Linked DNA regions of Mus musculus: regions 2 and 3 are each linked to region 1. A link is a contact called in public HiChIP or PLAC-seq and promoter capture Hi-C data. All regions are on one chromosome and are shown on one strand. The core of a region is the stretch at or near the end of the contact, and the rest is flanking DNA. Distances in the headings are between cores, read along the strand shown.

Evidence for each region. Promoter capture Hi-C pulls out the DNA fragments that hold promoters and counts their contacts. HiChIP or PLAC-seq counts read pairs in DNA pulled down with a chosen protein or histone mark.
Region 2: a contact with region 1 is called in an H3K4me3 HiChIP or PLAC-seq map of stem cell-derived neural progenitor cells, with 17 read pairs. The contact joins the enhancer-like site here to the promoter of Lpin1 in region 1. A contact is called at or near these places in 2 of 39 promoter capture datasets (embryonic stem cells and hippocampal neurons), 1 of 484 Hi-C or Micro-C datasets (embryonic stem cells), 3 of 115 datasets of contacts at active chromatin or transcription factors (forebrain, pancreatic cancer cells and stem cell-derived neural progenitor cells) and 2 of 9 other capture datasets (liver and pancreatic islet).
Region 3: a contact with region 1 is called in a promoter capture Hi-C map of 3T3-L1-derived adipocytes, with 4 times the contacts expected there. The contact joins the enhancer-like site here to the promoter of Lpin1 in region 1. A contact is called at or near these places in 2 of 39 promoter capture datasets (3T3-L1-derived adipocytes and liver), 1 of 484 Hi-C or Micro-C datasets (nephron progenitors) and 3 of 9 other capture datasets (adipose tissue, liver and pancreatic islet).

What each region holds. Positions count from the first base shown.
Region 1 is chr12:16,588,099-16,592,157 of GRCm38.p6, forward strand. It overlaps Lpin1 (lipin 1), which reads right to left and starts at 1,672. Exons shown (of 21, transcript NM_015763.4): 1 at 1,620-1,672.
Region 2 is chr12:16,787,838-16,791,896 of GRCm38.p6, forward strand. The region is part of intron 1 of Greb1 (gene regulated by estrogen in breast cancer protein); the gene reads right to left. Among named protein-coding and RNA genes, the nearest start is that of Greb1, 11 kb to the right of the region's middle. Within about 2 kb of position 2,149, at least 77 of the 459 cell types and tissues checked have an H3K27ac peak or open chromatin away from gene starts, as enhancers often do. A contact at or near this core is called in pancreatic cancer cells and stem cell-derived neural progenitor cells, where this site is marked.
Region 3 is chr12:16,734,655-16,738,713 of GRCm38.p6, forward strand. Greb1 (gene regulated by estrogen in breast cancer protein) reads right to left here. Exons shown (of 35, transcript NM_015764.4): 5 at 492-611. Among named protein-coding and RNA genes, the nearest start is that of Greb1, 64 kb to the right of the region's middle. Within about 2 kb of position 2,002, at least 5 of the 459 cell types and tissues checked have an H3K27ac peak or open chromatin away from gene starts, as enhancers often do. A contact at or near this core is called in 3T3-L1-derived adipocytes, where this site is marked.

The DNA.
Region 1 (4,059 bases), core at 422-2,921:
CAACCCCATACCTAGCTATTCTGAAACAAGATACCTGTGCCCCTAAGCATTCCCACCCGCGTGCTTTTCAAATCAATTTATACCTTTATTGGTCCCTTACAGACCCTGAACCTAAGAGAGAAAAGACACACAAAAAAATGGATTCACAATCTAAGGTGGGGAAAGGGTGTGCCAAGTTATGGACCAGGGGCTAGCCTTGGGTAGCCAGGACCAGCCTAGCCCTATAAAGGGACCTCAGTGGTACCCTGGGCTGCCCCATCAGGGTGTAACAATCCGAAGTTGTAACAACCTGGAGCCTCTCGGTTCATCAGTCTAGTAAACAAAGGGTGGCCTTTCCCTCACTCTAGATAGGGAGGCTCCCAAGTGATGTCTCTGGCCCATGGATTTCCAGCTATCAGTAGTCAGTTGTCTTGCCATCTCCTGACCTTTCCCTCTCTTTAGCCTGAAGCACTGAGAGCAATAGATAAGCAAAGACCCACCCCAGCCTCCCCAGCAGACAGCACCCCACACAGAACAGCAACCAAGGATCCTATCTCCTTCATCTGAACCCCAACTTATCACCCAGGCAACAAGACTGGGCATGTTGTCCCTTTCAATAAAGTGACAAGCATCATAAGAACATTGCTGACTGCCACCTAAAAAGGGTAGAAATCACGTGAGGTGGGACAGCCACCAAGACAAAACCAAGCTCAGCCCCAGGCTTCCCAATCCAACCACCAGGCCCTACACAAGCAGGAATAAGGGCCAAAACACACACCCACACACAAAACCCGTGACAGCAGAAGCGCGCTGTCGGCAAACAGGAAGCTTTGTCAACACAGGGAATCAACACAGTGGGATCTTTCAGCCTTTCTGGGAACACTAGAAAGTCCCCTTAGTGGTGCAGATATTAGTCCTTAACTGCTTTCATTCATAAAACGTATTTTATGGAACAAAGGATAGATAGTATATGTGTGAATCCCCATGGGCCGCTATCCTCTCCTCCTAGAACCGTTACAGTCTTCCCCACAACTTCACTACCCAGTTGGAAGCTTTTTCCCACACGCCCCAGCCCAGCCCAGACCATTGCTTTCCTTCTTGCCTCCTGCCAAGGAGGGTGGGCGTCTGGAGCAACTACTGGCCACACAAATTATCAGCCAGCCACCTTGACTCTGTCCCCTTAATATGACTTAATATTAATACTTAATATGACTTCCAAAGCATTGCTTTCCCTCCCATATTCCCCCCGGCCTTTCCCAGATAAAAGTGCCTGCAGCTACTAAGGGAGCCACAGGCCCAGTGCCCACCAGACTGCAAAGCTGCAGAGAGGCCTGCTGCGAGCTTGATTATCTAAGAATCCCGGTTCCCAGTTCGCTGCCACCCAGCGGAGGCGTGCCCTTGGGCACGAAGGTCAACCTACCAGCCTAGACTCAGTTTCCTTGGCTGCAAAGCCTGAATCCTAAACCCTTTGGGATACGTCTCATCCGGGTCTCGGACCGCCACGGGGTCCCTGCAAGCTTCGACACCCCACGGGAAGGCCTGTGTCACAACACGGCCCACATCGCCTCCCTGCGGGGCCCCACGTCTCAGTAATGGGCTTTGGGGCGCAAGCTGGGCCCCGGGTCCCCATTGCTACTCACCAAGAGGATTCACGAGCAGGCGCGCACGCGTGTGGCTGCCTTTGTATGCAAACAGCGGGCCGGAGCGGCTGTCAGCTAAAGCACGGCAAGGGGCGGGGCCTGAAAGGAGGCGGAGTCTCCGGGGCGACGCCAGGGGACTCTGGAGGAGCGTGCTGCTGGGATGCTTTCAGAGCCCACAGACCCCCCCCCCACCCCACCCCACCTCCCACCTCCCTCTCATATCCCCGCCTCCCCCTTCCCATCCCATCCCTCCCCAGACTGGACTGTCTGCCTTGGCGTTCCAGGGAGTAGGCAGCCAAAGTCTTCTAATTCCACAGCCTGACCCTGTTTTGACCTTATGTCAGTTTACAATTAGTTCTTCCCCTGATGTGCCTGTCACAAGCTAGGGATCAATTCCTAATCTTAGCACTCCCACATCCTGCCTCCCTCCTGGCTAACATTCACCACCAGTCAGCAGAGCCAGGAAGGAATAAATAATAACAGACAATGCCAGGTCTGGGGGTGGAATGGCTCAAGTCAGACCAAGTCACTCTTAAGTGTCACGAGACTACTAGGAGACAAGGACTCCTATATCCCGGGCTTGCCTCAAGCTTTCTATGGGTTCCTGGATGACCCTGCACTTCGGATCTGCCTATCTTACCTCCCAAGTGTTGAGGTTACAGGCAATCCTACCCCCACCATGCCTACTTTATGCGAGCCGGGAATGGACCCCAGAGCTTCACATCCGCTAACTGAGCTACATCCAGGTAATAAATATCAAATTATATATACAACAACCCTCCGAAGAGTCAGTGCTTTCTGGGGGACAGAAGAGCAAAGACCTTGAGGAAGACTGCTGGAGAACATATACCTGGGGTCTCGTAGACCAACAGAGAGAGCCCAAGTATAATGTACCTGTCACCGGAAACTATATGCAGAAATATGAGTCAGAAATGGATGCCAGCCACAAGCAACCCAGGAGAGGGAGGTCAGAATGATGACGGGTGCGTCCCACCTTGAGAAAAACTAGTTCGTGGGGAGGTCCAGGGAGGAGTGGCTTGTGTACCCCAAACTGGTCCTAAAATCTACGAATCTAAAGGTGACCACGAACTTCCAATCCCTCTGCTTTCCGGTTTCTGGAATTACAGGTCCCCACCCCCACCCCCACACTGGGTTTCCGAGGCACTGGAGATCCCTCTCAAGGGATTCTGCCCACCAAGCAAGCTAGGACCCCAGTCCAAGACCAGGCCACCGAAGACCTGCAAGGGAACTGAGCCAGGCTGGGCTGCCTCCACCCCAGTGCTCAGGAGATCAGCACAGGCAGGGTGACTCTGAGCATAAAGACAGAGGTGGAAGCGCTCCAGCTGCACTTGGGGCAACACAAGTAGCCACAAGGGTTGTCTCCGCTGCCCACAAAGTCCTGGGGTTCTGGACCCCAGAATGAAGGCACCCTGCCCCACCTCCATCATCTCCTCCATCCTCCACACCCCCACCCCAAGGCCTTCCAGAAAGCATGTCTTACAGTCTTACATTCTGTCATCTAAATAAGGTCATTTTTATTATTATTATTTTCCAGATTTGAAGCAGGTGGAGGAGAATCTGAACACATAAAGTCCAGCCCAAAGCCCTTACCCCACAAATGAACCTGGGGTCTGGAACCCGCACACACAACCGCAAACGCACCCAGACAGCTCTGAGTAGCAAAGATAGGACCAGCTTTGCCTGCTGCCTATAAGAAGATCCCACAAACAGGTCACTTATCTCAGAAACATTCACTAGGTCACAGGAGATGGTCGCACTATACAAAAATTGGAGTCTCTGAAGCCCAGGTGTTCTAACCCGGCAAAGTCTGGAGCCCCCCTGGTGGGGCCCTAGGCAGTGTTTTGTCTGCAGCCACGCTCCTGCCGCTGAGCTGTGACTCAGCCAGAGAACTGAGGTGATCCCCTGAGCCAATCCCAGTACCTGCTGTGTTCAGCCCAAGTCGGAAGAGGGGAAATAACCTAATGACTCTAGCTAGAGGAGGAAGGAGCCAATCCTGGGCTCAGCAGTACAGCATCCTCGATTCCGTACTCAGTTTTACAATCCAGGAAGTGAGCGGAGGTGTTGGTTAAGCAGGTCCTTTGGAGGCTGGAAAGGAACTTGTTAAGTTCTTGGCCAACACTGACTAGATTTTCAATTCTAAAATCCAGTAGTCCTAGGAGTGGGAATTCTATAAGGACTTGGTGGCTGCAGCTGGCTCCCTGGTCCCTCAGAAAGGACAAGCATCATGCAGGCGTCCATCAGGATGGGACAACAGGCTATGCGGTGCTGAAAATTGCTCTTTTGCTAAACATGGGACCGCAGGTGTTCCTCGCCACACCAGGAACTGGTCCCTGCTGATGTGAATATAAAAACACCCACCCCTTCTAAATGAAAATCGGTCTCCTCAGTTGCTGGCAGTGACGGTAACTGTTAAGTCCTT
Region 2 (4,059 bases), core at 899-3,398, 200 kb after region 1:
GAAAGAAGAGGAAAAAGAAGAAAAGAAGAAGGAGGAGGAGGAGGACAAGGAGGAGGAGGAGGAGGAGGAGGAGGAGGAGGAGGAGGAGGAGGAGGAGGAGGAGGAGGAGGAGGAGGAGGAGGAGGAGAAGGAGCAGAAATAGTAGTAGTCGGCGCCATCATCACCACTACATCCAGGCTCTATCTAGTAAGTCAGTTTGGCAACATAGATGTAAGAGGACACAAAGGATGTGTGTGGTTCCTGAAAACACATCAAACACAGCAAGAAGCTAGCACTTGTGATAGCGGTTGCTAGACACATCTCAAAGTAATCTTCCTACTCTTTGCTATAGCCCAGAAACAAAGAAACAAAGGGACAGGCTGCCTAAGTGACTTCACACTCGGGAATCCCACCACTGCTCTCCTCTCCCACGATATCTCTTTGTCTGTCAGCTCCCTACCATCCCTGCAGAGATTCAAAGATCTCCTGACAGGGAGGGAGAAATGCAACATCAAAGTATGGTTAGCTACATGGTATCAAATAATTGAGCTGAATGTGTTCCTGGGCCAATTCCAGGAGTACCCTAATCCTCGGATTGGCTCTGGTGAGTTCCCAGGTGACAGGACCTAATTCTGGCCTCTGAGGATCTGGGCAGGTAAGGTGACCATAACACAGTACAGCCAGTCAGTACAAGCGAGCCAGACACTGTCTGATTGAAGATCGTGACCACAGTCCTGCAGATCATCCCACTCACGTCCCACCTGAAATCATGGCTCACAGTGGCAGCAGCGTTTCCTTCACCTTACCCATGTCTCTGGCTCAGATGTCAATCGCACAGCAGCAGCCATCACTCTGCTTCTGTTTGCTGTTCTTCTTAGGCTTTCTCCCAGAGGGGCCCCCAGTTGGTAGAAGACTTAAGAGAAAAAGTACACCCAGTACTTGCTCATCAGTCAGAACACAGATCACTTTGTTGTTCTTTTGTAGTTATGAGTCAGAGTCTCCCTGAATAGCCCTGGCTGGCCTGGAATTCACTGTGTAGACCAGACTGGCTTCAAACTCATAGAGATCTGCCTGCTTCTGACTCCAGAGTGCTGGGATTAACTGTACCATCCATGTTAAAAGGCTGTTCCACATTAGATACCATTTCCTTCTCACTCTGGGGGGCATCTTTTCTCTGTGTCCTTACTGTAAGTATTCCACTTCACACGTTTTGATAGCTGCAGATATCAAATATTCTTTGACATAATTTCTTTATATTATGAGATTTGGGCTTTGAAGAAATGGAAGTTGTATTGTGGTCTTCTCTGCTTAATCAAATATTTACATTATATTTATATTATAGTGAATATATACTGCTAAATATTATAAATTTACACCTATCCCTTATAGGAACTGTTCAAAAGTATCATTGAGGTAACAGATGGTTATTTATTAGGTAAAATGGTTACAATTTCTCTGTGCCCTAGTAAAACCCTGTCTCAAGATAAAACAAAGCAACACAATAGCAATGGCCATCCAGATGATTCAGAGGGTAAAGGCACTTGCTGCCTATCCTACTGACGCTTGGACCCACATGGTAGGACAGAACTGTGCCAAGTTGTCCTCTGACCTGCTATGGCTTGTGCACATGTATACACACACACATGCTCTCTCTCTCTCTCTCTCTCTCTCTCTCTCTCTCTCTCTCTCTCTCTCTCTCTCACACACACACACACACACACACACACACACACACACACACCAAAACAAACAAAAAAAGTGTAAAGATTGATGGTGCCCCCAAATGCTGACAGTGCTTATCTCTAGAAAAAGGAATTTATTTCTTGTTTTGCTTTCTCTTCCACTTATACATTTTCTGCCACCAGCACATATCATCTTTGATTCTGAACAGAATGCTTTTCAATCTTTTAATCAGATAAAGAAATCAATATATTTTCCTCCAAACAAATCAGAGAGCCGGACAGAATTGGCAAATGCTAATGTCGTTGATCAACCCCTGCCTACAATTAACAGTGGGTGTTAGCTCAGGGCTCCCTCACCCTGGCTCCCCACAGGGAGACCTCCTTGTGCTGGCAGGGCAAAGGATGAGGCCAGATAACAGTCTGTAGACATGCCTTTGATGTCCTCGGCCTTCCCTGGGACAGCAGACCAGGGGAAACAAAAGCCCATTCTGCAGCTTTGGCCACAGCCGGACCCCAGGCTCCCCACCTTTTAATACTGCTGGGCTCTCTGGTATGACCTCTGCCCCCACACACAAAGGCCTCATTCAGCAGCATGGCCAGCCATGTTGAAAATTCTCTCCAGATTCAGCCATTGAGAGAATTTTTGTTTCCAAACTAGCTTTGTCTTTCCATGACTCAACTGGACTGAGAAAGGGGTTTTGGAATGAATTGCCAAAAAAAAAAAAAAAAAAAAAAAAAAAAAAAAGATAATTTCTTCCAAAATAATTTAGGGTTCACAAGAATTTTTTCAGGACAAGAAAATTTCAGATACAGTTTGCATAATTGTATTTTTTTCCTTAATTTCTCCAGTGAGCACATCTGTGTATTAGAACATTTTTTAAAGTTATCAGTATCCTTAACAAATGGAAACTCACATTTCCCAGACTGCATTTAAATTCCACATATTGGCTACCCAGGTTTCTAAACCCAACTTCTCAAACCTCTTCAGTGGGTGGGGAGGTCTGATAGGAGCTGATAGCTAAAATTGGCCAGCAGTTTAGGCAAGGCAGTCCCTGAAGGAGCCCAGGCAGGTCATGCCCCATACCAACCACAAGGTTAACTTCACCCTACAGGTCAGGGTGCCCCAGATCAGCCTAGGATACTGCAGGCTGCCAGACGCCATCAGCACAGCCAGTCCGTCTGCCCTGACTCATATCCCCACTCAGCTACTGCACAATCTTGACTCACAGTGTCCTAAAGCTGACTGTATTCATGGCTATCTGGATGCCTAGAGTTACCTTAAAAACACATCTACAGCAACAACTTTGGTTTTTTTGAGACGAGGGGCTCGGGTAGCCCAGGCTAGCCTCAAATCCTCTGTGTAGCCAAAGATGCTCTTGAACTGCTGATTTCCTGCCTCCACCTCCAGCCTGCCCAGTTCACAGGCATACGCCATACACACGGTTTATGCTGGGGGTGGAGCCCAGTGCTCTGTCAATTTCTCTCTCCTCCAGTTCAAAGAAAGATCAACTCTGACCATCTTAGAAATCAGCTCGAAAGCAATTCAGCGGAGGTGAGGAAGCTTTTCCAACAAACGGTACTGGAACAACCCAGCAAGGAAGTGAACCTGGACCTAAACCACAGCACCTTTAACAACAGTTGACTCCCAGAGGCCCACAGACTCAAAGAAAGCATGTGACCAGAATGCAGTTCTTTAAATAATAGAATGTTTTTGTGAACTAGAGTTAGTCAAAGAGCTTATTAATTTAACATCAAAAGCATATTACACAAACACACTTATAGATGCACACACAGACATACATATACAAGCATACAGAGATACACAGATACACACAGATAGATGATAGATACACACACAGAGAGACACACAGACATACATATACAAATACCCGCACAGAGAGACACATAGATACACACATTCAGACATATATATATATATATATATATACAAATACACATACATATATAGACACACAGACAAAGGCACACACAGAGAAACATTTATATACAAACACACACACAATATAGATACACAGACATACATATACAAAAACCCACACAAAGAGACACACAAACAAATATATATATTCAAATACACACACAGACACAAACACACACATAGGGGTACATGCAAACATACATATATAAGTACCCACACAGAGAGGTACACAGATACACACACTCAGACATATATATACAAATACACTCACATAGAGACACATAGACACACATAGAGGCACATGCAGACATATATATATATATATATATATATATATATATATATATATATATATACACACACACACACACACACACACACAAATACATACACAGAGAGACACACAGTTACACAGACACACATAGGGGCACACGCAGACATACATATACAAATACACAC
Region 3 (4,059 bases), core at 752-3,251, 150 kb after region 1:
CTAACAGTGATGGGCAACCCTTGGTTTGCAGAGTAGTGGAGTCTAGAATGTGAACCTGCAGGCCTCTCTGGATACAGAGCATAAGCTCTCACCATTGCACTGAGATGCTACCGTACCCAGCATGCCTTGCTTCTGTTCCTCATCAGCAAAACAGCAGTGATACTGCTGCCTGCCCAAATTCAAGATAATACAAATATGTTAGCTTCGCAGCCAAGAACTGATGAGACACAAAGGTCATTCCTACCTCATTTCAAATCAAGGTCCACTTGAGTAAGGAAAGTATGTTCTGACTTCCAAATAACAGACCCAAAACAATGACTACTGGACCCCATGCCATTCCTACAGTTGAGGCTGTCTACAGTGGCCGAGCAGCTGGGGCTGACTCTCAGCCTCCTATAGCCTATATAGGAACATGAGCCCAGCTCACATCTCTGGGGACAAGGAGGGCTATGACCCAGCTGCAGATCCTGAGCAGGGGTGCAGTGTCTTACCATCCGTGGTGCAGCAGCCTTCAGGAGGAGGGGGCAGCTGGTAGGCATTTGGGGGACTGCTGGGTTCTAACCCTCCTTCTCCATCTTCTTCTTCTTCCTCATTGTCTGCTCGGCTGCCGCCTAGAAGTGGGAGACAGCAGGGATGGTTTGTAAGGAAGCTGCTGTGGGGCTTTAAAAAGCCTGCTCCGGGGGCCTTTCTCTCTACCTTCAGCTACAAGCTCAATAAAGACCCAGGGCCTGGGGAACTGTTTGTGCAAGGGAAAGGAAGCTTGCACTGCTCTAAGAAGCACTCAGTAAACCCTTGCTGCTCTGTAACTCATTGGTCCTTAGGAAGTTGGGCATCCTGATCTTCTGTTCCAGGAGGAAAAGCCAAGGCTGTCTCAGGGTGGATGACTCCCCAAGGTGCACACAGACTCAAGCTCACGTTCACTTCTCCTCTAGCCACCACAGCTGCACATGTCTGCCCGGGTGCGAGGGAGTTGCTATGGATATGGAAGCTTGCTAAAGACTGACCTCATAGCCTCAACACCACATAGTAGGCATTCTGAAAACATTCATATGTGATATTCATCACAATGTAACATGTAACCTGTATCACAAATAAGGAACCTAGGACTGAGAGAGAGCCACTGGGCCACAGCTGGTCAAGGACCTGTGGCTGTGCCTGTGGGTCTACAGATGTCCCTAGTGTTCTTGAAAACATAAGTAGCATGAACTGCCTCAACATTGCATAAGGGAGCTGCTGAGCTTTCCACTAGAGTTCATCCAAAAAAATGCATATATTCATTGCTGGAAATGCAAACCTACACACAGGGGAGGGCGGATTCCATAACATTCTAGAATAAGGCCAAACATGCTGTTGTTTCAAGAAAGGAGGAACAGCAAATGTGAAACTGGTGGGGAGAGTCCTGGCCTTGAGCACCATTTCTCAATGTGGTGAGCCCCCCTGACTCCTGTCTTCCCTTACTGACCCAGCACCTAGCAAGATTCTCAGTGCAAAGGTCACACTGAGGAAAGAGCAGCTCACTGTTCCAAGCGAGGGTCAGCCTTTCCTACAGTTGGGGAAAGCAGGAGGTTCACAAAAATGAACTTTTCCAAGGCTGCTGACATTTAGTCCTTCCAGTGTCTTTTCTCCTAGTGTCTTAGGTAAAAATACTTCTCAGTATATCTTTACATTTCAATTACCAAACAGCACATAGATTAACTTGTGGGAAGGGTCCTTACAAGCACCCTTAAATTTGGCTGTCTCCTCTCTTTTTTGTTACCCGGTCTCTTACTGCTGGCTTGTTTTTAATGACTCCTACTGTTCTCATACTTGGCTCTAATATCCTCCCTCCCTCCAAAGGTTTTAGGTTAACAATAAAATTATGTGTAATGGAAAAGTCTAGACCACAGCTCTGGGAAGCCACAGTTCAGTTCTTAGTTTGTTGTTGCCGGTGTGGCCATGGGACACTCAACTTACCTCTCTGTGCAAAGCACATTGGTGAGCCCTAAGGCCATTGTGTGTTGTAATATTCTAGAACAGCAATTCCTAACCTGCCAGTCACAACTCCCACAGGGGTTGTATATCAGTACAACAGTATAACAGTAGCAAAATCAGTTATGAAGTAGCAACGAAAATAATTTTATGGTTGCAGGTCACCACAACATGAGCAACTGTATTAAAGGGTCACAGCATTGGGAAGACTGAGAACCACTGTGCTAGAAAAGGTGGCACCTTAGAATAATATCAAGTTTTGTACCTATAACTGTACAAGCTACTGGGGACATAACGTGACGGGGGCCAAGACCTTGAGAAGGAAATAACAGCTCTCTATCCTTCCTGGTTCCCTGGACCTTGTGGGTGCAGAACACACAAAGACCAAATGGTAGAAAAACTTCGGAAAGATTGCACATGACAAGCAGGCTGGGAGGAGTGAGCCCAGCAGCCTCATCTCCTCGGCATCTTCCTGTGCCTACAGTAGGCACAGGTTAGCCCCTGCACCAGGTCTCAGAGTCTCACCAGACTCCAGGCACCAGCATCCAGCATGACAGCAGATGCCACAGGTCCCACGGGGCTCTGATCTAGCTCTGCACAGACCCAGCATGACACAGACTCCAGTATTGGAGTGGAAAGTCATGCAAGATCCCCAAGAACCAAAAGCGAACACCCCCAAAGTCAGAGGCATGGATCAGCCACAGAGAAGAGGATGGGCATTATTCTGCTAAGCCCGATGAACAGACATTCCAACACACTTAGACAGAAACAAGAGATGAGGGTCTTAAGCCTCAGAGAGCCAAAGGGCTCAAACTGTAGGCAGGGTTAAAGGTCAAAGGTCTGCGGCAGACTTTCCGGACTTTGATGGGCTTTTCAGGCAGCACAGGCCTGGAGCAGACTAAACAGACATGTTTACAGAGGTCTCCTGGCAGGGTGAGAGCCTTAAAGTGGTCTTAGACAAAACCATCAGGGCTTAGAGCAGTAATAATAAAACACAAATCCGAGGACCCCATAGAGCCCTGACCACAGGCACATAAGGCCATTTACTCTGGTGTTTCTGCTCCATCTCTTCTCCTGTCATGAGATGCTCATCATTCTGAGCAGGCGGGATTATAGAAATTGACCTGCATTCCATGCAAATGGTAAATTTGTGATGCCTAGAACTGATGCAGTTATTTGTCTTGTTGCGCTTTCTCTTCAAAAGTCAGCCTTGTGTAAAAGGATTTTCCCCTAAAGGGGGTAGTAGGTAAGAGCCCTAATTCAAAGAACAAAGCTATAATAAGGCTCCTGCTAAATTACCCCCACAAATACATAAAATGTTACCAGATCCCCGGGTGTTTAGTGTCCCGGCACCTTGGTCATAGGCATCATCAACAACAGTATTGTCTGAGGAAGGCCAGCCATCAGATAAGAGACCCTGACAAGAGACAGACAGACAAAACAAGACGGGGCCCCCCCAAAAAATGCCTGTCTGCTCCAAAGTTTATGATGCAGAAGATATGGCCCAAGCTTAGTATTTGGTTTATGGTGGCATTTAACAAACCCAAAGGTCGCCATCTTCCACTGAATTTTCAGGCTGACTTTTGCAACTGGATAAACAAGATCCCAGGGGATGGTTCCAGGCTATTCACTGCAGAGAAAGGAAAAGCGCAGAGGGGCTGGGTCAAGTCATCACCCACACTCAAAGGCTCAGCAATCCCACTGACATCTGGCAAGGAGCTTGGGACACTCGGCACCCGAGAAATCAAACTCATAAGTCTCAGCTCTGTCCCTGGGGGCTGGGATGAAGCTCAGTGGCAGAGCATTAACAAGCAAGTAGGAACTCCTAGGTTCTAGCAGAGTCAGGGTGGGGGCTGGGAAGTGTCCCTAGAAAATGCCACACTCTGAACAAAGAAGAGATCCTAATAGAGGGGGCCAGTCGGCCACCTAGGGAGATCTTCAGCTTCAAGAGAAGGTAACTGGGAGCCCCCACAGGCTTTCTGCTGCTCTCTGTTCCCCTGTGAGCAGCCAGCTAGCAATTCTGCGACCCCTCAGAATCTCCAAGTCACCTTGGGCCTCAGCAATAGCAGGTGAACGGATGGACTGTAGATT